2 separate regions of the Mus musculus genome follow, and region 2 is linked to region 1. The links are chromatin contacts, called in public HiChIP or PLAC-seq maps. All regions are on one chromosome and are shown on one strand. Each heading gives the region's core, a stretch centred on a gene start, on an enhancer-like site or on the middle of the called end of the contact. The rest is flanking DNA. Distances are from core to core; before and after follow the strand shown. Region 1 overlaps Gm4876 (predicted gene 4876). Region 2 has its middle 21 kb from the start of Gm46953.

Evidence for each region. HiChIP or PLAC-seq counts read pairs in DNA pulled down with a chosen protein or histone mark.
Region 2: a contact with region 1 is called in an HNF4G HiChIP or PLAC-seq map of pancreatic cancer cells. The contact joins two enhancer-like sites. A contact is called at or near these places in 1 of 15 datasets of contacts at CTCF or cohesin (the NIH/3T3 cell line), 2 of 484 Hi-C or Micro-C datasets (bone marrow-derived macrophages and macrophages), 1 of 115 datasets of contacts at active chromatin or transcription factors (pancreatic cancer cells) and 2 of 9 other capture datasets (bone marrow-derived macrophages and embryonic stem cells).

What each region holds. Positions count from the first base shown.
Region 1 is chr6:17,117,091-17,123,342 of GRCm38.p6, forward strand. The region is part of intron 1 of Gm4876 (predicted gene 4876); the gene reads right to left. Among named protein-coding and RNA genes, the nearest start is that of Gm4876, 52 kb to the right of the region's middle. Within about 2 kb of position 2,606, at least 28 of the 459 cell types and tissues checked have an H3K27ac peak or open chromatin away from gene starts, as enhancers often do. A contact at or near this core is called in pancreatic cancer cells, where this site is marked.
Region 2 is chr6:17,399,949-17,406,200 of GRCm38.p6, forward strand. No RefSeq gene overlaps it. Among named protein-coding and RNA genes, the nearest start is that of Gm46953, 21 kb to the left of the region's middle. Within about 2 kb of position 3,328, at least 12 of the 459 cell types and tissues checked have an H3K27ac peak or open chromatin away from gene starts, as enhancers often do. A contact at or near this core is called in pancreatic cancer cells, where this site is marked.

The DNA of each region.
Region 1 (6,252 bases), core at 1,356-3,855:
TCTATGAAGAAGCAAGCCCCATCAGACCCACAGTCTTGATTTGGGGTTTTCAATTACAGAACTGTGAGAAGTGAATTTTCATGTTTTATAAGCCCACCAGTCTATGACATTTTGTTATAGTAGTCCCAATAGATTAAGACAACACATGCATCCTCAGAAGAAAGAAGAGAGAGGAAAGAAGAGAAAAAGAGCTTGGGAGGAAAAGGCCATTGGAAAAGGCCATTGCACTCCTAAGCAAGAATCAGAGTGGCCGGAAGGAAGGAGGCAGCATAGTGGACAAGCCTGAATCCCAGAAGGAAGGAGGCAGCATAGCGGACAAGCCTGAATCCCAGTCATGCAAACGGAACCATGTGTATTCAGTAAGGCCAGGCCTTGGATACCAGCACTGAGGCAGAAAGGTGCATGGATTAAACACATTGGTGATTTACTCCAAGTCACATTATGGAAATCAATAAAAAAAAATCAATGAAAATCACATTAAGGAAAGAAAAGAACTTTCCTTTGGAATCACCTAACTAAGTGATTTGAATTCTCTACTTTGCGTTACCTGTGTCTTATGTTTTCTTTCTGTCTGCTATGAGTCTGAATCTGTACTTGCCTGAGAATACTCTCCTGTGAATCTTTCGGTTGCGTCTATGTGTCTGTCGCTGTGTCTGTCTCTTTGTGTGTCTGTGCCCATCAATGGTTCTCTATTGAACAGTATAGAAATGTCACATGGTATAAAGGAATGGCACCCTTTCAGAAATGTTTAACAGAATTTCACTGGAGGTTAAGTCACTGGTTTCAACTGACCCAGAAAACAAGCAGCATCACAAATATCATCATTTATCAACTAGTATCTACATGTTGCATTCAACATTTACAGTGGATATTCATTTTTAGAAGATTGCTCTCAACCTCTGTATCTGCTGCCTTTAGCAAATGACACACATGCATTTTTCTGGGCCAGGGGCATGGAAGACCATGTAATTTAAGATTACATTTATAGTATAGCTTAGGTTTTAAATGTTGATTACATAGGAAATCCAAAGCAAATGAGGCTGGTTGCTACATTGTTTTCTTAAAGTCAGGTTAAGCAAGCAAGTTGAATGTACAGGAGGCTATCAGTCTTAAGTGACCTCAATGGGTATTATTAATTCTGACTGTGAGACCCAGCAAAGCTTCCAGTCTCTTAGAATGTGAGCTATTTCATAATATTGTATCACCACACAGAAGTACTCAGATCTCTATGTTCCTGGTCTAGATAGAGTCTTCCAGGTCAGCTAGGGCTATACATGAGAATCTGGTTCAAAATAAAAAAGTGACAATTTTGGTGGAAGCTGTATGAAACATTTAATTGCTTAATATTTTGCAGTTTTTTCTACATATTTCACATTTCATTTAAAAAGAACTTAAAAGTACCTGAATAACCCCACTGTCACTTGTTATTTTAAAGATATTTGTTTGTTTATTTATGTGTATATGTATTTGTGCCAATATGAGATGTGAACTACATACATGTAAGTGTCTGTGGAAGGCAGAAGGCATCAGATCTCCTAGACTTATCTATGCCTGGGAGCCATCTGATATGGGTTCTGGGAACCTGTCCTTTACAAGACAAAAGTGCTCTGAAATGGGGTGCCATCTCTCCAGCCCTAAGATTTGTCTTTAAAAAAATCAAAGTCAACAAATAAAAAACGTGTTGATTCTGCCATTTCCAGATGCAGGGCTCATTTTGAACCAAAATCCATAGACTCGGGGCACAAATACAAGGGAGGAAAATTAGCTATGTCTGGGATGTGTTTCTTCAGAATGCCATGTTGCTATATTGAGGCAGGGCAAGCTGGGAAAGTGTGAGTAAGTTTATGAAAACAGAGCATTGGAGTCTGAAACTTTTTCAGACATCTTTACATTGATAATCTGGACTTGCTAATGGTTTTAATTAGCCAATATCTCTACATTCAAACTACAGCAAAGTTCCAGCCTTAGTGGAGGCTTCATTGAACATATGTTTTTACTATAGTTTTTTTTTTTAATGAGCGAGCCACTCCTGAAAAGAACCCTGACACAATGACACATATTTGTTTATATAAAATATTCAGATATATTAAGTAACTTGTCCTCAATGCAGTGCTTAGTAGGATTCAGTCACTACAACCTGCTGTGTAAGACATGAATGGGAATGAAGGGGAGGTGGTCTATGGCCTCAAACACCAACTGAAAATGATAACATGTTAGGTTAGTATTTAAAGTTGCTTGAGAAAATCAACCTTGTCTTCTAAACTTTCCTAAACTTCATGTTTGACATGAATTTGTATTCCAGGAGCTGGTTTGCATACAAGTTTGATTAAGATAAACAACACTACAGTGAAAACACTTGCTTTAATATAGACTGCCCTTTTGCCTAAAACTAATTTCATTAGAAAAAGGGAGAACACTAATACCAAAATAGATTACATTAGCTAGGCTAAGCAAATGTCGGGGTTTCCAAACCTCTGGGTATAAAAATGAACAGTCTCAAAGTGTTTTGTTGAAATAAATATTATCTCAATCTTGTGTACATAGGCAGTTTCCCTTTTTTTCCAAGGCCAAATGGTGGATATTTTAGCATGACTCATTTGTTGCAAAATGCCAGAGATACCTTCCCACCAGTCAGTGACTCACACTAACATGTAAACATCTCATGCACAATTTATTTCCACTTCTTGGAGCAATTATTGGAATTAAGCGGAGCAGCAGTTGCTCTACTGTCCTTACTGAATTTAGATGCTGATCAAATAATATCAAGATGAGTATCTGGCCATGCTGCCTGGGTTTGAAAACAACTGCCTCTTTTGAAAAGTTCTTGGATGAGGTCCTAGTCCTTTTCGTGTCTTCCGTGTCCATTTTTAAAGTGGAGCAATGAAAGCAAGCATCGTGAGAGTGGCCACGTGCTGGGGCTTGTGCATTATGAAGAGCAAAACTAACCCCATCTACCAGGTAAACAGCACCATGGGAGCTGGGCCACTCCAGGGCCCAGAGACCAATCAGATGCCACTTATATCTGAAAGGTCAGGCTTGGAACTTCTCAACCACAGCCTTGACAGGGTTTCTTGGAGGGGAGAGCTCTACCAGCACTGTTCACAAATAGAAGTTCTAGAACAGATGTCCTCGGGGCCCCTGCTGTGATCACTGTCAGTTTTGCAGTCAAGCTGCATGTCTGGAAGTGAGTGTGGAACACTGCTTGTTTTCCACTTAAACATTATTGTGGTCTGGCCCAGAAGGAAGAAGTCTTTCTTTCTCATCTCCTGATCTGTTTCAAGACTACTGGAGTCTACATGCCAGCCAGTGCTGTAGCCCATTATTTTTCTTTGTAAAAAGTTTCAATAACTTATGACCACAGGCCTTCTTCTGAAAAGTCCTCATCCTGGTTCCTCGAAAGTGTAATCTGAGGTCAAGAACATCCATGTTATCTATGGATGTGGCATTCTGTGTAGACTCATGCACACAGCCACCAAGACCACATTCAACCCATAGAGCAGAAAATTAGAGACTGTAGAGCATGTTTAAAATGTTCAGTATGTATGTACTTTGCTAAAAGCTTTGAGGAAGTGTCATCTCCCATCATAGCCTCTTCTGAGCAGTTCTAACAGAACAGAGTTTACCTAGGAAGCAGTAGATATCAGAAAACAAGATAATTTAAGGCTACCCCAGCATGATCTTGGAAGACCATCCTCTTAGATGGCCAATATGATCTCTCTGCACCAAATAAAATATGTATGCCTAGCTTTTACATCGTCAAACTTTTACATATGATAATAGGAGATAAAGGCTTCAGGGCATGTTCAAAAAGGTTAAATTACAGAGACAAAGAGCCAGCAATAGAGTAGTGGCTCATTGGGCTTAAAGGAAGGAGCTATAGGGGGCCAACAGTCACGTCCGTGGACAACAGGAAATTTCTGAAAACACTTGTTGATCCTCAAAAAGAACTGTGTTAGAGTTCTCAGAGAATCAATAAAATTGTAGCTTGAGGCTCAGTGGTAGAAAAAGGAGAGACAGGCTGTGGGGACACAGAGAGAGATCAGATGTTAATTTGGCATATGTCTGTGAACCTCCATACATACCATCCTTGTTCTACTTTCTTAAACTTAATAAGCATTCTGATTATATAGAATTACTTCAGTGTACCAGAACTGTGTTACTGTTTTTTCTTTTATGTGTATATATATATTTTCTTGGATTTGAACTTCTTGAACTTTTTTTGTACAATACTGTTCTGCTTAAAACTTTGCTTTCTTGGCTTCCTAATGCCATTCTATTATTGTATGCCTTAGTATTTTAAAATAGTATTTTACAAATAAGAACATATAAAACACTATCATGAAATTATCTCCTTCTAGACTGAGTTCTTCATTTCATTTTGTTTGCCACAGTTCTCACTATATGGGTGATGGGTCTGTTGCACATTCAACTCTTACAGGCTTCTGTGGGTCTGTACATGTTGGCATTAAGCCTTAACAAAACCATCCAAGAGTACCTTGTCACTCCACACCTTTCCCTGGGAAATGTTGGTGAATGTTGTCACTTGGGGAACTGCTACGTTGACTATGCATTGGGTCTGAAGGGTGAGATTAGGACTATAACTCTGGCCCCAACAAAATCAGTTCACTCATTCAGTGCATATTTTAGAGATCCACGAATGCCAGACTAAAAATGGAACCCGTGTATATCAGCTTCTGACAAGACGAGACTGCAATGAATGAAGAGCAGAGCATGCATACGACCCATGATGTGAGAATTCAGAGTGAAAGGCCAAGGAGACCAGGGAGGTCCACATAAGAGGAGTGAAAAGTTGTAAGATCAGAGGTGAGAAAGCCAGGACACAGGGGCCCAGGCAGGTGTTTTTAAGGACTTGCTTGAGCTTTTTGGAGGACCATTAGAAACCATCTATGGCTGTGTTGCAGATAGAGGAGTGATGTTTGGTTTTAAAGGGGATATTTTTAGATTTATTCTCTCTTATATTATCACTTTTCAACTTGATGGACAGAGGTTGTTTGCTTCTCTTGTTCTGTTGCCGCCAGCGATCTTCTTCTTCCTCTTTTATTTTAATAGGTGTTAGGAGAAATTAAAGCTCTTCACACAAGATACTACCCTTTCTTTCTCTGCCACACAGTGGACAGTAATTTTTATTTACACTGTGTTCTCATACTGGTGGCTCTCCACAGGGCCTTACTCACACTCACCTCCCTATCTTTGTCACAATGATCTGTGTCCTGTGGTTCTACAGCCCTGCTTAGGGACATCCTAGCCCAGGTGCAGTTCACAAGAGCCTTGGCTTCCAGAATCTTGGCAGTGTGAACCTGCCTTGTAGTGAGTGCCTCACAATTTTCTTTATCTGGTAATATGATTCACAGTTCTATTGCTCTTTGTTTAGCTGTAGCCTTTCACAGAGTTTGGAGCATGTGTAAGAAATAGTTGTAGATTTGTTTAAAGATTTACAATAAGAAGACCAGGCTGGTGAGATCACGCAGCCGGCAAAGGTGCTTGCCACCAATCCAGATGGCTTGAGTTTGACAGTGTTGTTTCCTGATCCACAGGAACCATGTGATAGAAAGAAAGCACCACATCTGGCCATTGTCCTCTCACCTTCACATATGCACAAACATGCACCCATGTGCACATACATATAACATATCAAAAGCCATAATAAAATCATTATGTATCATATCCTCATTTTAGTTCGTATGAGAAAGGTGTTACTAAATTTGCAAAGCAGTGTTGTTTCCCTGACACCAAGGGAAGGAGCTCAAGCCTTTAAAACAACCAGTGAATTATCTTAGCAACTGAGCATAGACACAAAGTTTCTTGAATACTTGGAGAATAAGAAGATAATTGTATTGCCGGGCAGCGGTGATGCATGCCTTTAATCCCAGCACTTGGGAGGCAGAGGCAGGTGGATTTCAGAGTTCAAGGCCAGCCTGGTCTACAGAGTGAGTTCCAGGACAGCCAGGGCTATACAGAAAAACCCTGCCTCAAAAAACAGAAGAAGAAGAAGAAGAAGAAGAAGAAGAAGAAGAAGAAGAAGAAGAAGAAGAAGAAGAAGAAGAGGAGGAGAAGGAGGAGGAGGAGGAGGAGGAGGAGGAGGAGGAGGAGGAGGAGGAGGAGGAGGAGGAGGAAGAAGGTAATTGTATATAGAAATTTACTAGGAGACTTCAAATGTTCGAATTCTGAAACTTGGCTCAGTATTACAAGCCTGTAAGGAGAGTGGGTGTGAGAGGAGGCAGGGAATCCTTG
Region 2 (6,252 bases), core at 2,078-4,577, 280 kb after region 1:
ACTGTGCAGAGAAATTGTCCGGTGGGCTAATGACCTAGTTTATTAACAGGGCCTTCTTGTTGTGTTGTTTTGTGCTAGACAATAGGAGAACTCTGTAGGACATTTTATAAGGAAAATAATCGTGATGGTGGGGACTTGACCCTCACAAGCTGGTGAACACTATTACTATGACGTTGGGATTCCAACGTATGAATTTGGGAGGGCATAAACATTCAAATCATAGCTGTTGTCTCAGTCCCCCTAAGCAGGTTTCCACCTGTAGTCTCCAAGCCCCAGGCCTCCCTTTCTTTGTCCTGATTATGATCCTGTAAGTGGGTGCCAGTAACACTCCTCTTTTGGCAGCCAGCCAGCCCAGAGTAAGGCTGTGCCAGTGGAGGGAAGTGCACTGTGACAGAGGCAGGGGCCTCTCCTCTACCACCAGTCTTCTGTTCTCTCTTCTGGCCTTTCTACTGACTGGCCGTCATGAAGGTCATTAAATGGTGCTCACCTTGAGAGACACTGAGTATGAGCAGCTCATGAGAGGCTCTCAAGATAAGCAGCTTTCTAGTGAGTTCTACTGTTGCCACAACTAGCTTCCCAGAGGGCAGGCGCACTGCAAAGTGACCTCCAGCAAGTTCTGCAACATTCTTCTAGATTCTGTTTCAGTCAATTCCACCAACTCCTGCAGGCTGGTTCTGTCACAATATTGTCTAGCAGGCTGGCTTCAGCTTGCTAGCCTCAGGCTATGGCACCTCAGTGAACTTTATCCATCAGGGAACTACAGAAGCAAGCTCTCCATTGAGCTCTGGCTCAGCCCTGGAGAATAGGAGTCTTTCAAAATGTCTTTTCCTGGAGTACTCTGTCCTACTCTTAGAGTTACCAGTGAATAATACTTTATATTGTTTTCCTGTTCAAACCTCTGCATACCTTCTGTCTCCTAACTAGAAGCCTAGCACATCTCTCCATTTCACCTATATCTCCTAAGCATCTCCCAGATCCATCAACTTCCCCATAGCCCCAGGGTCTCAGTCTAAGTTTAGAGCCTTGTTGTCCTTAGCTTGCTTCTGAGTATATGCCTTTTCATTTCTTGCTTTGAGCACAGATATACCCTTATCTGTTCTTCAACACAACAGAGAAATCATTCCGTGATGCATATGGCTATGGATTTTGGTACACTAACTTGAGTGTAGAAGTAATACCTAATTATTTTTCAACTACTAATTTAAATAGAACTCTGAATGGAAAATCTCATTTTCAATTATTATAGACTTTGCTCTCATTTGCACTTCAGGATTCCAAGAGCTCCCAAAATCTTAAATGCAATCCCTTGGAGGTAGAGGCACGACTAGCTCTTCCTAAGCATAGCAACTCACTAAGGTTGGACCTAGAAGCATCTATGTGTCCAGCCATGTGTGGGCATATTGCCCCATTCCCATCTTCACCTGTGCCAGTATGCTGACACATCACAAGGGGACGGAGTATACATCTACAGTCAACTGACACACTCACGTTCCGTCTCAGCCTAGAGACTCTCCTGCCTCCCTCCTATTCCCTTAACAAGCCAAGTTGCCTTCCAAATAAAATTAGGCTCATCTGGCAACAGGACTTCAGACGTAACAATCTAAAACACCCTCTGGAAAAGAAATGTACATTTCTGGCCACTCTTAGGAAGTGAGGAAGCAGATAGAGAAAAATGCAGGGAGAACAAAACGGATACTACTTGCTATCTTACACACGGCTGGAATCTTTAGCCTGGTAAAAATCTTCAACTGTTTATTTTCCGACCAAACATACTGAATCGGAATTGAATTTTCCTAAACTCCTTTTGTATTTTCCACCAATCTTGTAAAGCCCTCCCTCAAGTAACTAGGCTTCAGAGACATGATCTCTGAGACTTTGGATGCTTCATTGCTTCCTGCAATTCCAAAGAGATAAGCGCAGGTCTGGCCGTCTGATTTGACAAGCCAAGACAGGCAAGCAGTAGAGAAAGTGAGCTCTAGGGTAAAATGACCACTGTGCTCCAGGGACACCTAAGAACTTGCCATCCCTGGTGTCACCTTCACCTCTTTAACATTGTACTTTTTACTAAGTGTTCCACCTTGAAAACAAACGAATCTTTCAAAACTCAGTTCAGGTGACTACTATGCCAAGAAACCTTCAAGCACATCCTATAGTCGACCACCATCTCTCTCCAGCCACCCATGCTGCAGCCATTGCACCTATGATATTTTTCCTTACTTTTCTGCTTTCCTCTTTTGGATTATAAATTCCTCGAGAGCACAGTGACACCAGCTCCTGTCTCTTTCTCTAGAGCTAGGAACCACAGATTGCTCTTGGATCTCTTCATAATTGTTGGAATGATTTGATGAGTACCTTCGAGTGGCTACAAATAACAGTGAATGACTTCTTGTTGCTTGCAGTGCCAGAACTCGATCATCAGGTGTTCTTCCACTCTCCTAGGATTGCACTGAACTCTTCTGCAGCTATGCAGAAGGACCACTTAATTGCTTCGCAGTTTAATTGCTACTGATAACACCTGCTGGGACATGCTCTCTGGAGCCTTCTGAGCATAGAAAAAGAAAGGGAATTCTCACTCTCCTTTAAGAGACTCTGCTTCTCTGATGACCAACAGGTGAAGTTCTTGAATACCTACAGATTTAAGCTTCCAGATTTTGAATGGATGAGCTTTTAAAATGGAGGGGTATTTTTCCTTATAAAATGAGATGTTGATATTAGTATGGTTCTTATGTATTTTGGCAGTCTCATAAGGTGCCATCTGGATTGGGAAAATAAGTTAAGGGCCAAAAAAAATATATAGCTCACAATTCATAAAATGTTAGTGTAGAAAATATAAGTTACATTAAAAGAAGAGTAAAAACAACTACAACTGTTAAGTCAACTCAGCATGTGGCAAGAATATCGTAAAAGATTCAATGCTTGGTTATCAAAAAGTGGGGTTATTCAAGGGTACCCCATCTTGCATGTAGTATATTTTTTGCTTTTATTATGCAAACTGTTTCCATACTTTTGCTAAACAACAATCCAGCCAGGTTCAAAACTAGGCTCTACCACTTTCTGGCTGTGCAATTTCAGTAAATTACTTTACACCATCCCCAACCCACTGCCTCAACTTAATTATCTGTAAAATAGAAGCCATATCCTTAGCAGAGGACCTACTACTGTTATTCTGGTATGTGGACATAGCATTAAAATGATGTTGTCACAACAGCGCTTACATCGTAGGGCTTAGACTGCAGTTCCAATGCTTAGAGCTGTTCATTGAATGTGAAGTATGGAGTGAGTTGCTGTGACTACTGCTATTATCAGTGTTATCAATAATGTAATCAGAAACTATGTGGCAACTGGTTAAGTATGCACTGTGACTAAGCAATTGTCAGCAGCTCTCGCCGATCCTCTGCAGCCAGACAAAGAAGCTGGACAAAATGTTAGCTGAGGGGGAGGGAAGAGGACAAAGGGAGGGTCTCACCTTTTTCTTTGAAAGATTTAATATTAGCGCTAGGAATTCAGTGTCCTGTCAAGTACTTTGTCCCTCACAAAAGCCCAAGGAAGAAAGGATAGAAATGTAAAAACCACAATTCAGGGAGTAAAGATGGAGCAGTCCTGAGAGAGTCCACCTTAGTCAAAAACACTTCCATCAGAGCTCAGTAGGTCACCAAAAGCTGAAAAGGAATAGGAAGGCTCTGGTGACTTTAGGACTAACAAGATCTTCCCTGATGCTCCATTTCCTGCTGCGCTTACACGTGGCAGGAAGTCTCTATTCACTGGACATGACTGATCCATGGCTGGCAGTCACTCCACACTGTCTTTGCTTAGGCTTCTTTTCTCAGCATTTTGAGTTTCTCCCTTCCAGACTTAATGATTCCTCCTCTTCTGCATGCTTATTTTATATACTCTCCCTGAAAAGGCCTTAATAACCTCTTAATGGGTAGTCACTTTACAGAACCTCATTAAAATGATATTGCAAGATCCTTACAAATGCTTTCAAAGAAAGGCAGAGAAGGCAGATGCATAAAACCATGGTGGACTCTCAAAGTTGAATTTTACTAGATCAGCAAGGTTTAGACATATCTAGGGGCAAACTCTTACTCCTGTTCTGAACGTTATCATGAAAGATTCTTGCCCTCTGGCCGTCTAGATTTTTTAAGCCAGAAGTGCCACTGAAACAGTGAAGGCCCATGAAGGTATAGCAAAGTCCTTCTGGTGAAGAGAATGAAGTCCCTGGCCTGGGTGGAAACTTGACATGCGCAGTTGGACTAGTCAATCACCTGGCCAAGGGATCACTCCTAATGTAGGACCACCACTAGGAAGGCAGGCTCATGGGAAGCAATGCTGTGGACCTAGGCAGTATAATAACCCTGTAAAAAGTGAGATAGTGTGTGTTCACTTCTCAGGCATCCCACCTCAGTCTCTTAGAGAGAGCAGACCTGATGCTTTATGTGAATGTCCATGAAATTTTCTAAAAGAGCATAACTTTTTTCCTTTTCTCCTTTCCTTTTTTTTTTTTTTTTCCGAAGCATGCATTCACTAATGCCTTGGGCTTCATTCTTTCTCTAAAGCTCTCCTCCTCACTATGTGGCTGACATCCTTGGACAGTTTAACTCAAATGACATGGCCTCTTTTCCTTCTCCTTTCAGACTCCTCTTCTGATATAGTATATGATATAGCTCGCCCATTCTAGGATATTTCTTTTAAAATTGTCTTTAGGCTTCTATTTGAAGTCATCCTTAAATTTTTATCAATAAAACTAAGAGCTCCAAGAAGGTACCCCGATTTTCACGGTATCATCTGGAAGTTGCAAAGGTGTTCCCCAGAATTTCTGGTAACAGATAAACAAGGCAACTAGCCAATTCATGTGATGATAAAATTCATCCTGACTTTAATGGATCCCTTAAAAGAGCTAAGAGTCTCCTCAAAGAGGCTTCCATATCTTCAGAAATTCAAAGGGGTCAGAGGGCCCCTGTGCAAATCTAAAACATCAGCATCTTTAGTTTCTTCTTGTTCTCCATCCCTGGCCCCATCTACTTATCCAAGAGATAACTTTTGTTTCCTCTTGTCTGCCACTGTTTTCCACTGCTCTCCCTCCCACTCTTCCTGTGGGAGACCCAAGGTTAAGAACTGTTGTTATCAGCTGCCTCTTTAAATAGCTCTTCCCACTCTTAGCCACACTTGCTTAACATGAACTACGAGGCTAAGTCAGCACCCTTGGGAGCCCACGCCCCACCACATCCAACTCCTTCTCAATGAAGTGGGTAGCATTTTACCAATTCTGGATTTTATCATCTGCTAACTTCAGTCACTTCCTTTTTCACCAAAGTCTTCATTCCACACTCAGAATCATAACTAGGAACCCCAGGCACCTGACCCTTGGATTCTGTCATCAACAAGGGAAGAAAATTGTTTTCTTTGAATCACAGGGAATCCCTGTGACCATGGGAATCCATGTACTTCATTCCTACCATTTAATGTGTCTCAGGCTGTCTCCACAATCGATAAGCTGTAATCTCTTTGGGGGCAAGGATTTGGTTACAGTTAGATTCCTAACCTCGGAATGTGCTTGATGCACAGCAATTTTTAAACAAATTTTATGAATTATCTAAACTATGTCCTACATTAGCTTCAGTGACCAAAACTGCTTCCCTGGGGCAACACAACTTGTGAAATTCATAAAATTCACTTGGGCAAGTTAACATTCTTGAGTAAGTTATCTACATAATGTGGTAATAGTGTGTCCTAAGGCACTCGTGCAGGGTTAACTAGTAGTCAGAAAAAAGTGGAGAACTATTTGCTATGCTAAATTCAATTGTTGTTTGGCTAATGGAAACTTTATCTCAGAGAATCCCCAGTGTTGTTTCCCAGGACATGTCTGTAGCCTCCACCCCACTACCGCCATCCCCACCCACACACACCTTATTCTTCTGTTCATATAAATTGTTGTCATGATTGGTAAAAAATTGCCTACTTGTGAAGTTAGACTGATCCTGTTGAGTGTTCTTGCTGAAGACTGCTTGCTAGATGCTCCCTGGACTCAAACTCAGCCATGCTTCACAGTATGTCACACAAGTGGGAAAGGCAATCATTTACCAAAGTGGGCTAATTTAACAAAAAATTCTTTGGTTTTGATCTGCTGAGATATTTTAAACCACAAAATGAATAACGATACCATCAAACTCTACACTATTTGGAAGTAAGTCTTTGTTCCAGCTTGTAATTCATTAACTGAATAGTTTTATAATCTGGATACAACTCTTTAAA